Regions from separate parts of the Sus scrofa genome. Here region 2 is linked to region 1. Evidence: chromatin contacts called from public HiChIP or PLAC-seq data. All regions are on one chromosome and are shown on one strand. The core of a region is the stretch at or near the end of the contact, and the rest is flanking DNA. Distances in the headings are between cores, read along the strand shown. Region 1 holds the start of PMS1 (PMS1 protein homolog 1). Region 2 holds the start of C15H2orf88 (small membrane A-kinase anchor protein).

Evidence for each region. HiChIP or PLAC-seq counts read pairs in DNA pulled down with a chosen protein or histone mark.
Region 2: a contact with region 1 is called in an H3K27ac HiChIP or PLAC-seq map of skeletal muscle. The contact joins the promoter of C15H2orf88 here to the promoter of PMS1 in region 1. A contact is called at or near these places in 2 of 5 promoter capture datasets (fetal liver and liver), 2 of 47 Hi-C or Micro-C datasets (embryonic fibroblasts and fetal skeletal muscle) and 1 of 2 datasets of contacts at active chromatin or transcription factors (skeletal muscle).

The regions. Positions count from the first base shown.
Region 1 is chr15:94,349,933-94,354,042 of Sscrofa11.1, forward strand. It overlaps PMS1 (PMS1 protein homolog 1), which reads left to right and starts at 1,671. Exons shown (of 14, transcript XM_021075394.1): 1 at 1,671-1,790. OSGEPL1 (probable tRNA N6-adenosine threonylcarbamoyltransferase, mitochondrial) reads right to left here. Exons shown (of 8, transcript XM_021075405.1): 2 at 1,536-1,709. The coding sequence starts at 1,648.
Region 2 is chr15:94,626,366-94,630,343 of Sscrofa11.1, forward strand. C15H2orf88 (small membrane A-kinase anchor protein) reads left to right here and starts at 1,918. Exons shown (of 8, transcript XM_021076261.1): 1 at 1,918-2,042. MSTN (myostatin) reads right to left here and starts at 2,075. Exons shown (of 3, transcript NM_214435.2): 1 at 1,703-2,075. The coding sequence starts at 2,075.

The DNA of each region.
Region 1 (4,110 bases), core at 421-2,920:
TTTTTTGCTTTTTTTTTAAGAGCCATACCTGTGGCATATGCAAGTTCCCAGGCTAAGGGTTGAATGTGAGCTGAGGCTGCCGGCCTACACCACAGCCACAGCAACACGGGATCCGAGCCACATCTGCTACCTACACCACAGCTCATGGCAACGCCAGATCCCTGATCCACTGAGGCCAGGGATCGAAACCACATCCTCATGAATACTAGTGGGATTCGTTTCTGTTGCACCACAGAAATGCGGTTTTTTTGTTTTTTGTTTTTTTGTTTTTTTGTCTTTTCTAGGGCCCCACCCACAGCAAATGGAGGTTCCCAGGCTATGGGTCTAATCGGAGCTGTAGCTGCCAGCCTACGTCAGAGCCACAGCAACGCGAGATCCAAGCCGCGTCTGAGACCTACACCACAGCTCATGGCAACGCTGGATTCTTAACCCAGTGAACAAGGCCAGGGATTGAACGTGCAATCTCATGGTTGCTAGTCAGATTCATTAACCACTGAGCCAGGGGAACTCCATAAGGCGTTTTTTTTTTTTTTTTTTTTTTTTAATCAAACAATAAAGACAAAACATAACTAATAAACATTTGTGCCTTCCATTTCCCATAATCATCTTTCAAAATAAAAATTAATCATTTAATTAAATACAATCGAAGTCACATAAGACATATAAAACACAATGTAAGATGCAGTCCTCTAACAAACAAGTGTTCTCAGAGTTCCTGCTGTGGCTCAGCAGGTTAGGAACCCAACTAGTATCTAGGAGGATGTGGGTTAGATCCCTGATCTCACTCAGCTGGTTAAGGATACAATGTTGCTGCAAACTGCAGCAAAGTTGGGGCTTGGATCTGGCATTGCTGTAGCTGTGGCCTGTGCCAGCAGCTATATAGCTCTGATTAGACTCCTAGCCTGGGAACTTCCATATGCCATGGGTGCGGCCCTGAAAAGACAGAAGGAAAAAAAAAAGTGTTCTCATAAAGCTCATCTTAAAAAGAACATCTCAATTAAAACGACCAAACCTAATACCTATCTTATGCATTAATTATAATTTTTAATTCAATCATCATTTTGGCCACAGGTTTATCATAAGAGATCGCTCCAAATCTTTCCCCCAAAATAACAGTCCATCGTTAAAGCACCTAGTTTTCGTCACACTGCCAAGTATATAGTTTCATGCCCCCAAATCAACTGAATCTTCCAGATGTTAAGCAAGCTCTTTCCCTAACAAACTAATGGAGGCAATGTAAAAATACATATATATTGGAACTTTGATTGCTCCACAGGGGCAGGGGGCATCCAGGGATTGGAAACCAAACAGCTCCAGAGGGTGCAGCCCAGACAGACACGCCAGGAGAAATTAGATTTATAGTCATTAAATCCTGCCAAGGAAACTTGTGCGAAGCCCTTCTCTTTCGGGCCAAGAAAGATCACAAGTGAACCTTGGGTACTTCGCCAGTGCTGGTGGCGGCGAGAGGCTGTGACTGGACCTGCTTTTTTAGGCGCGCAAAAAAGTGGGGAGAAAGGGTGAGCAATCTTACCCACCTTCCTTGTGAAGGACCAGTAGCTAGTACTCGTCTTCTTTCCGTACCAAAGACGCTCAACTGCCCTTCTCTGCGCAAGAAAGCCCGAATCCGTCGCCCCGGAAGTGATGTCATCAACCCAGTGCCAGAGTGCTGTCGCCAAGGTCAGCTGCTAATTCCCTAGAGGGCGTCACTCCTAGTGTAAATAACAGGCAGAAAGGCTGTCTTAACCCAAAAATGCTGTGCGTGAGCTCAAGTGAGGCTTCCAGATTTGTAGGTAAGAAGACCTTTAAGGTCACATGCCTAGTGACTAATCTAGTGGAGACTGGACACAGATTTGACTACGTAGCATTTAGTTCTAAACATTACGCTATAAAGAAAAAAATTTTTTGCCTCCGGCTGTAATTTGGACGCCGCTATGAGAAAAGTATGCGGTGCATTATTCATCATTCCATTCTAGACAAACTATCGCCAATTCTAAGTGTTGTGTCTTGAGATATCTAATAGTTTCAGAGACATGGAGTGCAAACTAGGGACACTCATAAGGACTTGTGCTGAGTTCTCCCCAAACACAAATTCTTTTGGTCTGACAGTCTAAGTTAATTTCACTTACTCAGATGAAGTAAAAGATATGGGGCTGGCTCGTTTTTTTACGTTTAAAAGTGCTGGGATGGTGGAGGGGGCGAGGGGGATGGTGATATTTACTTACCTTTAAGAATTGTAATATTCCTGTTTTCGTAGTGCATTGTATGGTCTTTGCTTACTCTGGAGGCACCTTCAGCAGAGTATGTAACCCTATCATTGTACCTCCTTCAGTCTGTTTTTATTGGTATGTGAATTTTTTAACCATTCTAGTCTTATCCTCTGCTAGGCTTTTAAGTTTTTACTAAGCAAAGACCTTATAAATGCAAGGTTGGTCAGAGATGGTATTAAGCCCTTGGTAAGAGGTAGGAAAGTCTCTTATAGTCTAATGGCAGATAATGTAATTCATAATTACCAGATGTGTAAATTTAAAATTACCTGAGTATTAGTAAGAATTTTTTGGTAGGACTTATGTCCATCAAAAATTTCATTTTTGTGTTATAATAACCATAATTAACAATAAAGTAGCACTTATTATGTGCCAGGCACTGTTGCAGGTTAATTTATTTCTCACAACAATCCCATGTGGTAGTTACTGTCCTCACTTTACAGATGAGACAACTGGACCACAGAGTTTGGATGATTTGCAGGTCATTACAGTGAGTACAGAGCTAGGATCAGAAGTCAGGACATCTGCTCTGGAGTCTGTTTTCTTAATTGCCAGAGGTAAAATAGCTAGTATTTTCCTAAAGATGCAATGTTGATCCAAAAGAGGAAAAAAGAAAAATTAAGACCTAAATATTAGGAAAAATTACTCATCCTGATTGCATATAATAGGTCATAAGTTATTTTCTCTCATATACTGGAATTTAGTCTGAACGTGAAATCTTTCACATGTGGTATTGCTTTTCTTGCAACTTAAACTGCACTGTCCCAATACTCTACTGTGCTGTCAAGAGTTATTCCTGTTGTGCTGGGTAGTATCAAAGGTAGATTCCTTATCTGGGCACTTTTGGCAGATACTGAGGCTGAATGTTGGTTGCATTATGTGAAAGAGCAGAAATTAAGGACATGTTAGAAATTTTATTCTTCTTTGACTGAGTGCACGTGGGTAGTAAAAATGGCACTTACACTCACTTATTTGGCAAGCAAGGGTATACATTTTCCATGTTCTTTATTGTACTGGAGAAGTCATTGGGGGGAAAGGCACGCATGCTCTCTGGGGCTTGGCTTTCATGAAGATCACATTATATGGTTTGAATGCCACACTCATGGGCAGTTTCAAGAAAATACAGCCTAACTACTGAACTTCAATTTGAATTGACACCTCCAACTGAATCTAAATATGTTCCTTTTGTTCTATTGCTTGGCTTTCCTTTTGTAAACTTAAGAAAAAAATTTTGTATAGGAGAATCTGTACAATACTCATTCTCTAATTGTGTCTTACCAAATTGGATTTCACTTTCCCATATCTCACATATTTACTGGGTTCTTTCATTGTGCTAACAATTTACTAGTTGTTAGGAATAAAAGGTCCATTTTCTATTTTCAAGAAACTGAGTCTAATAATATGCAGTTACATACAGCATTATGGAAAATGTGCATTGAGAGAAGAAAGTTGCTTGGGAAAGGTGGTAGCTTGCCCAGATATATCTAGAATAGCAGGACCCTGGTGTGATTACTGGGTTTCAATATCTGATTCTTATCAAATCTGGACGTAATTGGATTCTGTAAAGTTGAATCACACAATTTGCTAAAAAAAACCAAAAAAAAACAAAAAAACTTCTAAAATTTGTAAAAACCGTAATACTAATGTATTACTTTATGAGAAATGATGAAGGGTCTGGAATAGTTTGCTGACCCTCACCTTCTCTGTGTTGATCAAATTATAGTGAAAGCCAGATCCAAACTATAACCAGATCTTTTGGCACAATGGAATGGAAGCAAAAGAACTGAGTTTGGTATTTTGATGGCTAATATTCAGGCTTGACACACCCCTTTCCACTCAAATCTAC
Region 2 (3,978 bases), core at 668-3,167, 280 kb after region 1:
CATATTTAGTCTTTTAAAATGAAAAACTGTAGAATTTCATTCATAATTCAGAAAAATATCAAATGAAATAATTACTATAGCTTTTCAGATTTTTTTCAATATGTTTTTTCAGCTGTTTATGAGAAACCTACTTCCTTTCTAGAAAACTGTAGACTAAAGAAAATTCTGTAAAGGAATGAAGAGTGGATGAAATTTTAAAATGATGATGATTAGAGAGAACAAGAGACACTGTGGAGGAACATCCACTTAGAATTCTTTGGGAATCTGAGTAGTTACACTTACTGAGCAGCTGTACCAATCAGTCTGGAAGAAGGAACCCTTCCCCCAGGCCTGAATTACCTGGGGACGAGACACACTGAGCAACTAACTGAGCCTCGGGAATTAGTAGAAAATATAGTACATCTGTTATGTTTTGGCCTGGGATAGCTTTTTTAAAGGAACCAAACTAGAAGGCACTTAGCACCAGAATTTAAATGTTGCATTCAGGCTATCTCAAAACTTAGAAAACATTGTTAAGGCCATGCTGTCATTGTAAGCAGAAGCATTTAGAAACAGCTTTCCTTTTGGTTTTCCAAGATTGTTTATAAATAAGGCAAATCTACTCTAGGATTATCTGATAGCATAGTTTTCAAGAAAAATTATTTGTTGCATTATAGCCTAATTACTTAATAAGAAGAATAATATTTTGAAACTGTTTTGAGTCTAGTTTAAAGTGGGTAAAGCACTGTATAAAGCAAAATCACAGACACATGGCACAAAAATCTTTCTTGTCATGCCTTCTCTGTTAAGGTGCCTGTCTCCCTTTCCTTGTGTATACTTTTGAACTGATTGTAATAGGAATGGTATGAAATATATTGTCCTTCATAAGCAATGTGGATACTACAGGTAATAGTTCTTTCTCCCTCCTATGAAAAAGAAAATAATATTGTAGAGCTTATTAAGCATGTGCCTGCCTGGAAATATTCAGACAGGGTACTCTCAACAATAGTACCATGGTCAAGGTATAAGCAGGACTTTGTGAGCCATAACCTACTTGATAAAATGTTTATTTCTTGGCATTTTCTGATAATTAGCTCATAATTACCATTATGCTATGTTTACTTCATCATTGCTCTTACCAAAACATTAAATTTTTTAAAAATATTTTTTATACTTTCCAGTGTAATAGCTTTCAAAATTAGACATTTTAATTTGTGAAGAACATAGAAACACTGTGAGAAATCGTTCTGAATAACAGAAGTCATTCTAGGGGTGCAGCAAATGCCCCAATGGGGCTCAATATCTGCAAATTTACATCTTCCCTTCTTTATCATTAGTGAAAAAAACCTGTTATTACAAATGCCTATTTCAGACAACCAACCTTTTTTTCCACATTGCTTGTAGAAACTCCCAATCCTTGCCTTGGTGGCATTAAGCTGTGAAAGCATAAGCATGTTATATTTGTCTTATTAAACTATATAACAATGCTATGCAAGCATTTTATTTTTTATTTTCAGCTGTTTAGCTAAGGAAAACAATAATACAGCAGCTTTCAGTCTCATTAGTTTATTTCTCATGAAATCTTGAAAAAAGAAACTCTTTTCCCTCCTACTTACGTACAAGCCAACAGCTTGTTAAAAGAGCCTGAAAATAGATCTGTTTCTCATAAACACTGGAACAACAGTCAGCAGAATTGTTGATATACACTAATAGGACTACTTACACTCTGTAGGCATGGTAATGATCGTTTCCGTCGTAGCGTGATAATCATCATCTTCCAAGGAGCCATCACTGCTGTCATCTCTCTGGACATCGTACTGATCAATCAGTTCCCGGAGTGGAGGAGCTTTGGGCAAAAGTTGTCTTATAGCATCTTTGCTAATGTTAGGAGCTGTTTCCAGGCGAAGTTTACTGAGGATTTGAATTTTTATGGCTTCTAGTCTTGAAGATTTAGTGTTTTGTCTCCACATACATGCATTACACAGCCCCTCTTTTTCCACATTTTCCTTTTGCTCGCTGTTCTCATTCAGATCCACGGGACCAGCAACAATCAGCATAAACAGGTAAATATAAACATAGATTTGCAGTTTTTGCATGATTTTAAAATCAATACAATCTTTCTCCTTGTTCTTATTTCTTCCTTTTACTTTTGCTTTTGAGTAACGCCAAGCAAAATTTTAATGCCTGCACTGTCTGAGAGACAACTTGCCACACCAGTGAATCTTTTATACTGTATTCCAAGTGGCTTTTTATATTCCACTTGATGAGACAAGTGTCGTCAGGATCTATGATTGGCTCTTGCTCCACAATGAATCTCGCTGTCAGAGGTTAAAACCCTGTCTGTCACAAGTCACCAAACAGTATTTTGTTACAGTCAAGGGTGAGCTGATTCATTTGACTACTTCATAAAAGAAATAAATCTACAAATAATGAAAGATATATGTGACATTTGAAAAATTAAAATCTATGTTAACAATAATATAAACTGCACTTAAATATTATTAATCTTTATTAGTGAAACTTTAAAATTGTAATTTAAATAAGTAATTCTTTTACACTTCATACTTAAAAAGTTGAAATGTCTTTTTCCTCAAAAAAATAAAATGATTTTACATTATTTAGACAAACATTTGAGGAAAAAAGAATTTTATTTGCTGTTTTAAATTATTTTTAGTCCTGTGTAATCAGAGAAATACAGATTTAAATTAGGAAGACCTGAATTAAAATTTAAGATTGTGATACTAGTAAAATATATTCAGCTATAATTTGAGAAACTTGTTTTCCTGACTAAATTTCTAGTACATAATGAAAATCATACTTATTCTGTTATATTACACATGGAATTATTTTTAAATAATATCTTTTATTCACGTGAAAATCGTGCTCAGTTTTCAACTGATTTTCTCCTATCCTAAAGTTGCAGATTAATATTGCTCAGAAGATGTGTTTTTTCATTGTTTATTACCAAGAGGATAATGTCAGCTATCTGAGCTTAGAATAAGCTTAGAATAACTTAGAATAGAAAGATAATGAATTTTATGACTGATAATGCAGTTTGCCTCAGATTTCCAGTGGTGAAAGTAAAAAATGTAGTATCTATTCTCTGTAAATTATGCCCAAGTATTGTAAACACATAAAAGAGAAGGAGCACCATAATAAAGGGTGCCCATTTTTCTGTTTCCCAATTCTGTGCTAGGTTTGCACCCCTTTGCCAGTTTCTCATTTGACCAGAGGGCAGACACCTGGCAGGGATTTGGGGTAAGGTCTGGGAGCAGAGAATAGAGCTTTTTGTTCTCTAAATTTAAGTGGCCTCTGTAGAGCTCAAACTCTCAACCTTAGCTTTAGGAGCCACAAGATCTAATCAAATGAACTATTAAAGAGCTAAACAAACATAGCCAGTGAGAAACAGAAGCTGTTTCCAGGCCACAGGAGATTTATTCTTCCTACTCCTTTTGGGGAAGCTAAGGACTCCTAAGAGAGTTAATCCATTACTTTTTTTTTTTTCCAAGAGAATGCAGTGGTTCATATCAAATATTTATTTTTTAGGTCACTACTTTTGCACATTGTACACTCATTTACTGCCTCAGTGCACTAAAATGCAACTCAGTAGCCTGAAAAGTTAATGCATTTTCATCAAATTCTTAGGAGGTATCTACATCTCTTGAGAAAAATGGCCTTACATAATGCATTAGACTTGCTCATCATTAAAGATTAAGGAAAAACAGACACAAACCAGATGCCCTGAAGGATTTCAGAAATTCTTTGTTGTGGAGCAATATTAGATCAGGCTTATAAAGGGTTTTTTTGGTAAATTTATTTTTCAACATATAAATCTTTGTAATATTATAATAATCATAACATATGCTCCTATACACTTCTGAGTAAATCAGATATTTTTTTTTTTAAACTTGAATAGAATTGCAAAGCTGTTGGGAAATAGGCTTTGGAGTCAGATAGACCTGAGTTCAAATCTCAACTTTGCCACTTCTAACAGTGTAA